Regions from separate parts of the Sus scrofa genome. Here regions 2 and 3 are each linked to region 1. A link is a contact called in public Hi-C and promoter capture Hi-C data. All regions are on one chromosome and are shown on one strand. The core of a region is the stretch at or near the end of the contact, and the rest is flanking DNA. Distances in the headings are between cores, read along the strand shown.

Evidence for each region. Promoter capture Hi-C pulls out the DNA fragments that hold promoters and counts their contacts. Hi-C and Micro-C count contacts between places; a contact is called where the count stands out from the background.
Region 2: a contact with region 1 is called in a promoter capture Hi-C map of liver, with 4 times the contacts expected there. The contact joins the promoter of CDADC1 here to the promoter of FNDC3A in region 1. A contact is called at or near these places in 2 of 5 promoter capture datasets (fetal liver and liver), 2 of 47 Hi-C or Micro-C datasets (heart right ventricle and liver) and 2 of 2 datasets of contacts at active chromatin or transcription factors (alveolar macrophages and skeletal muscle).
Region 3: a Hi-C map of embryonic fibroblasts shows a contact between it and region 1, with 4 times the contacts expected there. The contact joins the enhancer-like site here to the promoter of FNDC3A in region 1. A contact is called at or near these places in 17 of 47 Hi-C or Micro-C datasets (adipocytes, alveolar macrophages, brain and 11 more) and 2 of 2 datasets of contacts at active chromatin or transcription factors (alveolar macrophages and skeletal muscle).

What each region holds. Positions count from the first base shown.
Region 1 is chr11:18,755,149-18,759,608 of Sscrofa11.1, reverse strand. FNDC3A (fibronectin type-III domain-containing protein 3A) reads left to right here and starts at 1,867. Exons shown (of 26, transcript XM_021065328.1): 1 at 1,867-1,994.
Region 2 is chr11:18,515,745-18,520,204 of Sscrofa11.1, reverse strand. It overlaps CDADC1 (cytidine and dCMP deaminase domain-containing protein 1), which reads left to right and starts at 2,068. Exons shown (of 10, transcript XM_003357836.4): 1 at 2,068-2,281; 2 at 3,015-3,112. The coding sequence starts at 2,200.
Region 3 is chr11:18,943,087-18,947,546 of Sscrofa11.1, reverse strand. No RefSeq gene overlaps it. Among named protein-coding and RNA genes, the nearest start is that of CYSLTR2, 66 kb to the left of the region's middle. Within about 2 kb of position 2,521, at least 8 of the 83 cell types and tissues checked have an H3K27ac peak or open chromatin away from gene starts, as enhancers often do. A contact at or near this core is called in alveolar macrophages and embryonic fibroblasts, where this site is marked.

The DNA.
Region 1 (4,460 bases), core at 618-3,117:
CAGTGAGACCAAATTAAATTGATGGCTATTGGAAAGAAGTGGACCAACTTGAGAGATTTGTGAAGACAAAATCGCTAGGACTTGGTGCTGCAATGAATATGGTGAATGAGGGTGAAGGAGACATCAGGGATAACTACTACCTGTTTGATTTTAACAGCTGCATAGATGGGGGAAGGAAAACAAAGAGAGTTTATGAACTAAGTTGGACTTAACTTTCTAACTTTGAGACTTTAAGTGAACATGTCTATGAAGTTGTTGGTATCAGATTTGGGATTTAGGGTAAGGGTCTAGGCTAGAGACACATACATGGAAATCATCAAAATATAGATGATAACTAAAGCCATTGGGGTGGGTGATGATGTTTAGGCCAAGAGATTACAATGAAAACAGAAAAGAAACTAGACTGAATTGTGAGTTCTATATTTAATAGCCAGAGAGGAGAAGGAATCGGCAAGGGAATTAGAGAAGCAGTACTGAGAGGGCATAGTGCCAAAGGAAGAAGAATCATTCAAGGAAATAAGTGGTTAAAGTGTTGGGTATTATCAAGAGCTCAAGAAAAGTAAGGATTGAAAAGAACCCTTATTTTATTGGTAAGAAAAATGAAGCTCTGAGAAGTGACTTGTTCAAAGTCAATGTAAATTCTTGTCCCTCTTTGGATTCCCAGAGAATTCATACTGGTGCCCTTGTGAAGGTTATTTATGTGTGTGATTCATTCTCTCCACAGAACATAAATTCCCCAGTTCTTGCTTGACTCAACCTTACAGTATTGCACATTGTTGACTAATCTAGGTCTACTTCAATGATATTCTTGAATTGTCTTAGTCTCTTTCAAAAAAGCTGTTTTTTTCTTGTTGTGCTTATATGTATAAGCCCAAAATATAATTTTTTTAGAAAAATGCCATTTCTTAGTCCTACTTATCCCCAAAGGAATCAAAATCTTGAGGGCTGGATTGCAAGATTCTATCTTTATTAAAAGCAGCCAAGTCAGAAATTTTGAAAATGATCAGCTCAGGGTCAAGTTTGGAAACCAATAGCTTAATCTCTAACCAAAGAGAGCTGGGGCAGCAATATGGAAAAGCCACCCAACTCACCCACATTCTGATAAATCTTCATATTTTAAAACAGTATATGGTTATGCTTCAATTACTCAGGGATCAGCTTTCCAGGAATTTTGTCTGGAAGAGGGCCAGATCTGGAAGTTAAGAAAAGGAAACACCTCTGCAAGGAAAAGAACTTTTGAAAGTGAACAGCAAAGAAAATATCTCTAGGTACCACTTGGTATATAGAATCACCATCCTATTTACTCTTGGGAAGAAAAGAAATCTCTCATTGGCTGGCTGTGGATATAAACATCTGATCAATTATCACCCAGAGCCATAGAGAAAAGCAGTCAAGAAAGGAGAAAAGAGTAAAAAACAAACAGTAAAGTTGAAAGGATGAGAGGAAGGTTATGAGTGGATCAAGAGGCAATTGAGATGAGAAGCAGCGACAGATATTAGAAAAGGTGATGAGAACATTCCAAAGAGAAAAAAGAGATTACCTAAGTAAAGATCTCGATACCTCCGCAATCCCTTGGGACTTAAACATAGGGCCAAGGTATCGCGTTTGACCGTTTGACCGTCACTCATCAACAAAGGATTTCATTAACCATTGTATTTCTTAAGATAAGGAATATGCGCATTTTAAAAGGATTTCTGTGAAAAGGTGAAAATAAAAGCACTGCTGTTTTTAAAGGCAGCGCAATTAATGAACTGAAATAAAGCCAGAGCAAGGAGCCTGGTTACATCGGTCAATTGTTTTTGAAGGGACAGTTCCTGAAGTTGGACTCTCGATCCCAAGGCCTATCCCCATCCCAAGTCCTCCAAGTGGAAACCGCAAAAGGAAGCAGCCCTGACCAGCCCTCAGACATTATTGCAGCGCCCCCAGTTGCTGGAGGTGCAAGGAAATCTCGGCTGCGTTCACTTGTTAATCTTCGGGCTGTTGTACAAACGAAGGTAATGGGTTTCCGCGCGATTTGAGTGGGGACGAGACCGAGAAATTAACCCTCACTTTTTCAACTGAAGTAAATTTCTAAACATTTCCTCTGGCTGCGGAGATCTCGGGCTCTAAGTGTTTGGGATTGAAAACATCCAAGCCCACTTCGGTTGGCTTCCTGTTCCTTGGGGGAGTGTCTTTAAAAGCACCTGCCGGCGTTAAGTTTTGTGCTTTCGGAAAGAGGCTGACCCGGCGCGCCTCAGGGTGAGCTTTTTATAATTGTGACTGAGAATTGTGTGAGTGGTCCCCAGAACATCAATTAACTCATTTCCCCAGTGTCGCTCCCAGCCTGGCCGCGGCGGAGACTACGACGACCCGGGCGCTGCCGGGCCTCTGGAGAGAGCCCGGAGCCCCGGGAGCGCGGTGGGCGCTGCGGCAGCAGTGAGGGGTACGCGGTCGTCCCGCACCCGCGGCTCCGCGGCGTCCTCGCGCTCCCGGGAGAGACCCGCGGGGCGGCCGGCCTGAGGCGGGCACCGGGGGGACCCGGCCGGCTGGAGGCGCCGTCGGCGGGACTCGCGCAGCCGCACTCGGCGCGCAGACTCCGGGCTCCTCCTCCCGGCTCCGTAGTAAGCATGGCGGCGGCGGCGTTCGTGGTCCCTCGGGTGAAACAGAAAGCGGGAGCTACGCGGAGAGGGAGCGAAGAGCGGGGCTGAGGCGGCGCCGTCACTGCCGGGAAACCACCCCAACAGTCAGTGCGCCGGCGGCCGCGGCGGCGCCGAGAGCTGGCTCTGCTGCTGAGGTAGAGCGAGAACGATCAGGAACCCGAAGAAGAGGCGCCGGGGTAGCCGCCTTCCTCCGCCTCAGAGCGGCTGGACTCGGAGGTGAGAGCGCGGGCGCTCCCTTCGGGAAAGGCGGGGGAGACCACGCCGTCCCGGCTCCGGTCCGGGTCCGGGTTCCGTCCCGCCCCGGAGCAGGCACCTGGGAAACCGTTAGGCTGGATCTGAGCGGCCGGGACGCCGAGCGGGGCTCGGGCCCGTCGAGGGGCCCGGCCCACCCCGTCCTGTGGGCGCGCGCTGGGCCGACGGGAGTGGGCCGCGGGCGAGACTCGTCCGCTCGTGGGGCACCTGCCGGGTCCGAGTCTCGCCGGGAGGCGCTCGCGGGGGCGCGGCTGCGGCCCGGCCACCAGCCCGAGGAGGCGGCGCAGGGGCGCGGGCGGCCCTCCCTCGGCCCTCCCTCCGCCCCCCTGGCCCCCTGGCCCGCGGCCCGCGGCGAGCTGCGCCGCTGCGGGCGGCGCGGGGGTCGAGTGCGGAGCCCTCCCGGGAGGATCGCCGAGAGGCCGCCGCGCTTCGGCTTTGGCTGCGCGGCAGCCGCCGAACTTGAACGCTCCTCCGAAGAGTTTCCCCCGCTCCCGTTGGGGTTAAAACCTCGAAACCCGCCCCTGTGTGTTTGATCTTGTTTGGCTGGTGCCAGTACCTGGCTGTTCCTCCAGCCGGCGGAGTTAGCCACCTGTTCAGCCGGGGGTGGACTCCTGGCCGCAGTCCTCGCCCTGTTTAACAACCTGGATCTTTGAACTTTTGACACGGCTGTGGAAGGACGTCATGCGTTAGGTAAAGGAAAATGAACACATAATTTAGCCATAAAATCGCGGGCAGAACGACGGCGGTTTTAATTAATGTAGTCGTTAATCGTTCTTTTATTTACTGTTAGCGTTAGAAGCCTTGAGGATTTGTGTGTGTGTGTGTGTGTGTGTGTGTGTGTATGTGTGTGTGTGTGGGAGGAGGAGGTATAATGGTTACTGGGGTGCTAAGAATCGAAAATCCGAGATTTTCTTTTGTGAAATTTCATGCAAGTTCCTTTGGACACCTTTGTGTCTAAGCATCTATTAACTAAGAATACCAGGCTGACAGAATTTTTTTTTAACTGTATTATCCTCACGTATGTGTAGACTGTGGACTTTTAAAACAGCAGCATAGTTATTTTGCTTCTTGTGGTCTGTGTTTTTAGTTCTTGAAAGCAAAGTTGATCTGTTTTTTCTGTATTATAAGAATGAAATAACAAAAGTTGAACTGTTACTATAATATTTTATCACCATGATATTAGCAGCACTAGTGCTAAACATATGCCACCCAGGAGTTGGAGCCATATGTTAGGAAGAAACTAATTGAGTTTTGTGGCTGTGATCTTGTATTTGGCTAAATATTTAGTTTTTGTTTATTTGCTAAATCTGTAATTCTTGCCATCGCCTAAGTTTTGTTTAAATCATCCAAAAATAGTCCAGAGCATTGAGTCCTCTGCCTTTTTGATATTTTCTGTTTGAATTGATTTTTCTCAAGTAATGAGATAAAGTGCCCCCTGAGACAGATGGTGGACTTAAAAGCAGTGATGAGAAGGATTTTTAACACATCTTTTATAATATAGAAACTAAAATTTTGCTTTCAGCTTTTAGCTCCTTCATTTTTGCCATCACTACTTATATACCAGTTAGT
Region 2 (4,460 bases), core at 819-3,318, 240 kb after region 1:
CTCCATGTACCGTGGGTGCAGCCCTAAAAAGACAAAAAAAAAAAAAAGAATAACCAAGCTATTTCTGAGGAAAATAAAGTGGCTTTTTTGGGGGTAAAAAAAGGTGTTTATTACAGAGGTATAATAAAGCAATGATACACAGTATACAGCCCATAAACAGTCTCATGTGTATATGGAAATTTGATACATGACAGAGGTGACATTGCAGATCAATGAGGAAATAGTGCTGGACAACTAATTATGCAAGTGGAAAAAAAAATCAGATTCCTACCTCACATCATACACAAAAATAAGTTCTAGATGAATGAGGGTATAAATATAAAAGGAAAAATTTGTGGCTTTTAGAGGAAATAGAAAAGATATCTTTTTTTTTTTTTTTTTAACTTTTTAGGGCCACACCTGCAGCATATAAGAGTTCCCAGGCTGGGGGTCAAATCAGAGCTACAGCTGCCAGTCTACAGCTCTGATCTGACCCCTAGTCTGGGAACCTCCATGTGCCTCCTTGGCCCTAAAAAAGCCAAGGAAAAAAAGTGAAAAAGCAAGTGACAAATGGGGAGAAGATATTAACTACATACATACCCAACCAAGAAGGACTACCCAGGATGTATAAAGAATGCTTATGGGAGTTCCCGCTGTGATGAAATAGGGTGGGCGGTGTCTCTGTAGAGCTAGGACACAGGTTCGATATCCAATGGGTGCAGTGGGTTAAAGGTCCCAGCGCTGCCACCATGTAGGTCACAACTGTGGCTTGGATCTGGTCCCTGGCCCTGGGACAACCGAAAAAAAAAAAAAAAAAAAAAAGAAAGAAAGAAAGAAATGCTTACAAAATGAGTAAGAAATAGAACTACCAAAATAGAGAAATGGTTAATGGGTATTTCATAGAGAGGAAACAATCAACCCAAGAAGAAATCAGGGGACATTATAGCCATGAGAAACCATTTTATGCCAGCCAGGTAGGCAAACAATCTCTCTGGAAAACTTTTCAGCTTTAGCTGGGAAACCTGACAACCCAAGAATCCTATTCCTTAGTCCCTAAAGAAACTCTTCTACATGAACATAAGGAGACATAACAAAAATGTTTTTGGTTTTTTTGTTTTTTTGGGTTTTTTTTTTTTGTCTTTTTGCTATTTCTTGGGCCGCTCCCACGACAACAAAAATGTTTTAATCAGCATTGTCTGTAACAGCAAAAAGATGGAGAGAGTGCAAATGTCTTCTGACTCAAATATGGATAAGTAAATGGTGATCTATAGCTACAATGAATACTATTATAGTGAAAATTAATGAACCATAATCATACTCATCAACACTTTAGATTCTCTCTTGAGTCTACCACAAGATGATGTACTTTTTAACGTTGGCTTTTGCTTTCATAGTCTTTGAGCAGTTTTTCTGTCTTGCTATATTTAAGTATACCAAGTTGTGATAACAGCACAAGTTGGTGATGGAAACCAGGCTCTGAGTCACTAGGGGAAGGAAGGGCTTCATTTTGAGTCCCGTCTAGGACAATTACAAAATAATAAAAAGAAATTGCACTGGACACAAATCCACAATGCCACGTTCTTCTCAGATTTTCCAGGGGCCACTTCCTCCTACCCCCGTATTGTGCAATTCCCCACAATTACGGTTCCAACTCTCAGTTCCTCATGTGTTTAATAAGAAGCACAGCGTCCCTATGGTGGTCCCCGGCACTAAATTCCCTAGGACAGGTCGCTCTCAGAGGATAGCAATCTGGACCGCCCAGCTCACCCCTCTTCGCCCTCAAATTCTCTCAGACCACAGATGGGGCAGGTTCCCATTTCAATTCTCCTTCGCTCTCTGACCCAAACTCTCAGGCGCGCGCTGCCCTCATCAGCCTGTCAGAGCCTGCGCAACCTGGGACTTCGAGCCAAGACATCCTCAAGCAACCATACTTCAGCAAAACAACAGAGTCAAATACAAGCCTGCAACGACTTACTGCACAGCGTCTCCTATCTACCCGGTCGCCGGGAAAGGAGCGGCGCGGCGCCACGGCGGCCACGCTTCCTCGTGACGTCACACAAGGCGCCCGGAAATGGCGGCCGGGCTCCTACGTCATTGGGCTGCGCCGGGGTGGCGGTTGCTGTACAGTTGCTGGGAGGGGACGAGAGGTGGAGTAGCTGGGGCAAAGATCATGCCGAATAGCGAGAGGTTTCCTGGACAGCAGAGACAGCTAGGCTGGGGATGAAAGAAGCAGGGCAGATGCAAAATCTGGAGAGCGCGGAGGCTGGGCGGTCAGTCAGCACCCAGACTGGCAGCATGACCGGTGAGTGCCTCGAACCTTGTTCCCGCCCCCCAGCCTTTCGCTCTCCTCTGTGCGTCTCCCGCGGTTTCACTTCCAGTCCCCGCTTGCCCTTCTATTCCAGTGTGTCCTATCTCCGCCCTGGGCGCGTCTCTCTCTCAGTCACCGGGATTCCTTGGCCCCGCTGCACAGGATTTTGAAGTTGCGCTCACTGCCCCCCTTTACTCTTCCTCCAGGATCTGGAGGTGGGATCTACGGGGATCGACGAGCCTGAAAATTCCCCCAACCTTGTTTTTGACTTGGTATCAAAATTAACCGCACGGGACACTTTCCTGTATTTCAACTGCTTTACCTTCAAAGGTCACCGTATTTTTAGTTCTGTGTTCTAACTGCGGCCCTTGTTGCAACGTCTCATCACAATCCAAAGTAAAACTTGCTCCACGATGACATCAGATGCTAGGAATTTTCATAACTTCTTTTGGATTGTTTCCATAGCTACCTTGATGAGTTATACTATTTTTTTTTTTCTGCCGGGTGACAGGGTCCAACTTTTGAAAGCGCCACAGGAGATTGCTGGCAAGGCGGTTGATACCAGTCTCCTGCTAAGAAAGCACTTTGATTTTCCAGTACACAAATCCTTTTTCTCTGCCTCCTGTTAAAACAGCTGAACTAGGACTTCAGCACCCAAGTAGCATTGAGCTTAGTTCTTATTTTCATCGTTGGTAAATCTTTAAGATGTTTGCCCTTTCTTTTGTAGGTGAAATACCAAGGCTTTCTAAAGTCAACCTTTTCACTCTGCTCAGTCTCTGGATGGAGCTCTTCCCAGTAGTCGAAACCCAAAGACAAAAATCTCAGGTACAATTTGTTTCCTTAGGTAATTTTTTCTTCTTAGAAAAGCAACGGTCTAGAATTTGATTTTATTGCTCCAGTTTCTGTTATACTTAAAAACAAACTCAACAAGCCTTCAAATTTGCAAAATACCTCTGTGGTTTAGTATGATACCTGTGGTTCATAGCTGTGATAGCTTCTGTTTCCAGTCTAAAAATGGAATAATTACCCTCTCAGACTGCCCTGTTCATCAGATATTGATAGCATTTTTATGTTGGTTTGGCTAAATAGATTGCTGTCTATACCACATAATTTATCACTCAATTGAATATGGTTGGTGTTTCATCTTGGTGGTTTTTTACCCTCTTCCACCAAACTAAATTGATGAAGAGAGAGACCATGTCTCATTTCACTTGGTATACCTCTTAGCATCTACTCTTATATCCATGAATGTTAATTGGTTTTGCTTCATGTAAGGAGTCTCTTTTTTGGATCTCAAAAAAGATGATCAAAACAGATTTGGAATGTAAAATAAGGCTCATCATAAAAGCCAGTGTATTGGAAGTATGTACATTGTACATCTTTTCTTTCTTCTGTTCTTGGAGCAGCAAGGTGCTCCACTCTCATCATTTTCCTACATGCTTGGAGTTAGGTTTCTTTTATACATGGAGCTTGTTTCTCACCGTTTTGGTTTAGTAGATTTCAAAGTTTGGAAAATATTATTAGGCTAAGGTAAGTATTTCAGACATTTTTAAAAATGGGAAAAAGAGGGAAAAATTATCTGTAGCTTCTCACCATTCTGACACTACGCTTTTGACATTTGGATACTTTCCTTCAATCTTTTGTTTTAAGCACAAGATTTTTTTCTTCCACTTACAAAGTAGTAATTATATTCTGCATAGGCTTGTTGAAGTTTCCAGTTTGCCAGTAATTCTGCTAAAAGGTTGCTTTAGATTTTCCACAGACACACTTTTTGTAAATCTTTAAATTCCCCCAGTGCTCTTATGAGGTCATTCATAATAATCTTTTGTTTATTTATTTATTTATTTGCATGGAAGTTCCTGGGCCAGGGATCAAACCCACACCACAGCAGCGACTCATGCTGCTGCCGTGAAAACGCAGCTGTGCCACAAGAAAACTCTCCTTTTTTTTTTTTTTGCTATTTCTTGGGCCGCTCCCACGGCATATGGAGGTTCCCAGGGGTTGAATCGGAGCTGTAGCCACCGGCCTACGCCAGAGCCACAGCAACGTGGGATCCGAGCCGCGTCTGCAACCTACACCACAGCTCACGGAAACGCCGGATCATTAACCCACTGAGCAAGGGCAGGGACCGAACCTGCAACCTCATGGTTCCTAGTCGGATTTGTTAACCACT
Region 3 (4,460 bases), core at 1,272-3,771, 190 kb before region 1:
GGTGCTATTATTGCACATATCAATCTCTTGAGCTCACTTAGCCACGGCCCTTCTCGCTCGCTAAAAATCCCTCTGAAGGTGGGACTAGCTCTGAGGCGTCCCTTTACCCCATAGCCTGTAAAAGTGCCTGCTGGCTCAGAGCTGATACTCAAGGAATAGATGGTACTTTCGGAATGACACCGGAAGGGAGACAAGAATGAACATTATTTAAGGATGCCTACGTGTGTGGCGCTTCCATACATTATTTTAAATCTTCTGAACAACCTTATGAGGTAAATATAAGAATAGTGAGGCTCAGAAATATTAAGGGTCTTTCAGGGCTAATAAGGGGCAGGATTCAATGGAGCTCCCTGACTCCCAGTCATGTTCTCACCACTCCATGATAGCCTGAGTTCCTCTTTTCAAATGGAACCATGTTGGATTTCCCTGGTGGCCCACTGGGTTAAGGATCCAGCATTGTCACTGCAGTGGTTCTGGTTACTGCTGTGGCACAGGTTCGATCCTTGGCCTGGGAACTTCCACTTGGCCGCAGCTGCGGCCAAAACAAAGTGGAACAAGGTATTCCTTTTCCTTAAATAGACCATGTGAATAAGCCCAATTCACTTTATTTGAAAATTGCAGAAGTTCCCGTCGTGGCTCAGTGGTTAACAAATCCGACTAGGAACCATGAGGTTGCGGGTTCAGTCCCTGGCCTTGCGCAGTGGGTTAGGGATCCGGCATTGCCATGAGCTATGGTGTAGGTCACAGACGCAGCTCGATCCCGCGTTGCTGTGGTTCTGGCGTAGGCCGGCGGCTATAGCTCTGATTGGACCCCTACCCTGGGAACCTCCATATGCCATGGGAGCCACCCAAGAAATGGCAAAAAGACAAAAAAAAAAAGAAAAGAAAAGAAAATTGCCGTTTTGATGATATTAATTTTAGCTTCTTATATGCAAAACCTTTGAAAGAGTAGGTATCTACAGGTAGACAGAGAAGTGGTTCTTTCAGGAAAGACTTACTGGTAGGATTCATACACATATTCGGTATACTAAATTAAAAGCATCAGTGGTCTTACGAGATAGGAGCCCATATCACAGTGGCTTCTTTCAAAAGGCTGGTTTAGAAACACAGCACAAAGGGTGTTGACATCTCTCAAAAGCACACACACCCTGCAGTAATAACAAAATGATCTACATCCCACAAGGTCTTTAATAGAATAACCCATCTACAGATGAGCTTAGAGGGGTAGAGTAGGAGAAATAAGAGCCGACAATCATCCTCACTTATGATGGGCCAGGGACCGTGCTAAGTATTACAAATCTTAGCTCACTGATACCCTGTAAGCAGGGTCTTGAAGACTTTTGTACACCTGTATTCATAGTAGCATTACTCGTAACAGCTAAAACATGGAAGCACCCCAAGTGTCCATCAGTGGATAAAGAGAGAAGCAAAATGTGTATGTTAATATAATGGAATATTATTCATCCTTAAAAAGGAAGGAAATTCTGGAGTTCCCTGGTGGCTCAGTGGGTTAAGGATCTGGTTGGCTCTGGAGCATCCGCATACTTCAGGCAGAGCCCCCCTCCAAAAAAAAAAGAAAAAAGGAAGGAAGGAAATTCTGACATATGGTACAATGTGGATGACTCTTCAGCACATTACCCTGAGTGAAAGAAGTCAGCCACAAAAAGACAAACACCAAACACCGTATGATTCCTCTTATATGAGGCACTTAGAATAGCTCAAATCATAGAGACAGGAGGCAGAAGCATGGTTGCCAGGGAGTGGAGGGATTGGGGAATGGGGAGTGAATGTTTAACAGGTATGGAGCTTCAGCGTGTGAAGAGGGAAGGAGTTCTGGAGATGGATGGTGCTGATGGGTGAACAATATTATGAATGACTTGAAATACGACTGAATGGTTCACTTAAGAATGACTGAGATGGTAAATTTTATAAATGTATTTCATCACAATAAAAAACTGGAGAATCAAAACAAAAATAGAGCAGACGGTATAACGTAAATGCAGAAAATGCGCAGAAAAGAGGAGAGAAGGCTGCAGAGCAGTCTGATAACATTCGTTCCCTCCAGGGCTGGGCTGGGGAGGGAACAGGATTCGGGGTGGGGGGGGGCAGATGGAACGAGAGCCTTATTTGCAATGCAGAATGGATGCCCACTTCCTCCTTCTCTCCCTCTCTGCCTCCTGGTTCAGTTCCAAAGCCTGTTCTACCACAGGTGCGTCTGACTGGCAGCCTCCAGACCACATCCTGAAGCCGAAGTATAGCCAGCCTGGGAAATGTCGATTTGAGCTTCCTGCCTGCCCCCTGCTGAGATAGAAAAGGGCTGGGCAGCATGTGGAGCTTATCAATACCTACATAACATTTTAGGCAATGAAGGTGTTGGCCAGTTGCCACACAACATCAGGCTAAGAAAGAATGGAAGTGCGAATCACACAGATTTTTGTATGATTTCTTACGCCATGAGGTCAACCAGTCCCTGAAACTGCAGTAGCACAAGCCCAAGCGAGAAAGCAGCGCAGGGCACGCAGGCCCTGCCTGGGGCTCCACGAAGCCTGGCATTTCTGTTGTCCCTGCTCTGTCCACCTCCCGCAAAGGCCCACTCTCACCTCCTCTGGATGTGTTTTCATTCTCTGTCATGAATAAAGGCACCATCGCGAAATAATTTAGAGGAATATTTGTTCCTCTAATAATAGTAATTTGTTCCTCTAAAATAATTTAGCGAGCAGAGATGGTCATCACCTAGATACCACTGTAAAATCGAAAATATTCCACCCGTTCAAAAGCAGCAGAGGAGTCTGATGTGCGTTATCTGTGGACTGAGAAAAAAGTCAAACACAGCATTTCAAAATGTTACATACTGTATTATTATGGGTATTTTCTCTGCAGTTCCTTTTTGCATTTTCCAAATTTCCCACAGCGAGCTTGTAATCATAATCAGAAATACAGTAACCTGCATTTTAAAACAAGAAACACATCCTGCCTTCCTTTCTCATCATCCCTACCTTCCGCCACGCTTGCTGTCTATGGTGTGGAGTTTCGTCTCTTTACAAGGTTCATTTTCCAGACAAGAAGTTACACTCTGCTTTGCCTGGTTCCCTCCCACTTTCCGTGTGTGAAATCATTTTGTTGCTGTTGACAGCAGCTCCCTTCCCACTCCTCGCCCCTGCACCGGGGGAAGATTAGGTTTATAGGTTTAGGATGGAAATTCTCAGGTGCCCAAGGTTAACTCAACTGGCAAAGGCCATGGATGGCGGGGGCGGAGGACAGAGTATTTGGTGCAAAACTAGACAGAGGCACAATCTGAACCCACACAAATGCCTGTGTCACCTTCCCTTCAGGAGCTGTCCAGGGCCATCCTGTTCCCAGTTCCCAGCTTCAGAAGCCACCCAAAAGTAAATAAATGGATCAAACAGAAAGCGAGAGAGCATGAGCTGTGACTACGAGAGCCCCCCCAAAGAAGACACCCACACATCCCCTCTGCTATTGTCGTGTAAGGTCACTAGGCCAGCCCTACTGCAGTCTGGTAATTCAGGCCTGGTTGGCTACCATTAATATGACCTTTCAGATCAAAGTTCTAGTCCGTGGTTAGAAATACTTTATTCCTGTTTCTGATAATACCTTCATAACAGGGGAGAAAGCCTCCCACAGGCTGGAGTCAGAGAGCTATGCTGTCACCTGCAGACATCTCCAGGGGGATCAGAGAATGTCAGTGATAAGGAAAGGTTTACTGGGTACCTACAGAATGTAGCACCCTCTGGGCAGCTCAGCCCTGGAGGAAGAGCAGGAGTGCAGGCGAGCTAAGGAGCAAGGGACAGCAGGGTAATTAACTGGAACGCTGCCGGTTAGCCTGTTGACCAGGAGGCATCTGTAAAGAAAAATATTGCAAAACCCAGGGGTGGGTCTCCTGGTGCAGAATGATAAGCCCATTGACGGTGGTGCTTCCAGTAGGAGCTCCACCCCTTGGTGGGGCTCCACTCCCTGGCTGTGGGATAGCCCTGGGGGTGACCAAGCCTCTGGTAGCTCAGGTCCCAGAGAGGAGGATGTAGTGAGGAGAGGGGCAAGTGACACAGATTTTCTGAGGGCTTCTGCCTGTTAACCTAGAACAGTTAGGCTATCTGAGGGTCAGGCAGCTTAACCTCTCCTGCCAGCGAGGAGAGGCCACTATCTCGTAGCTAGCGAGGCAGGACAAGGACAAGAACAGCAGGATCCAACATGTTTGTGCTCAGTCAGGAGGAAACACACACACCGGCTAAAGAGGGGGCTGCTGCAGAGGTGGAGAGACGCTAGCAGGGTTCCCGTTCTGTCCTTGGACCAATTGAGAGGAAAGCCTCTCTCTCCAGTTCATCAGGAACAGCAGCGGAAGGGAGAGCCCCTCGCAAGCTAGACCAGAAGCTCTACTGAGTTCCCAGAAAGCGGACGCTGTGTGTTTTCTCCACCATTCCATCTGCTGAGGCCACGTCTGAAAC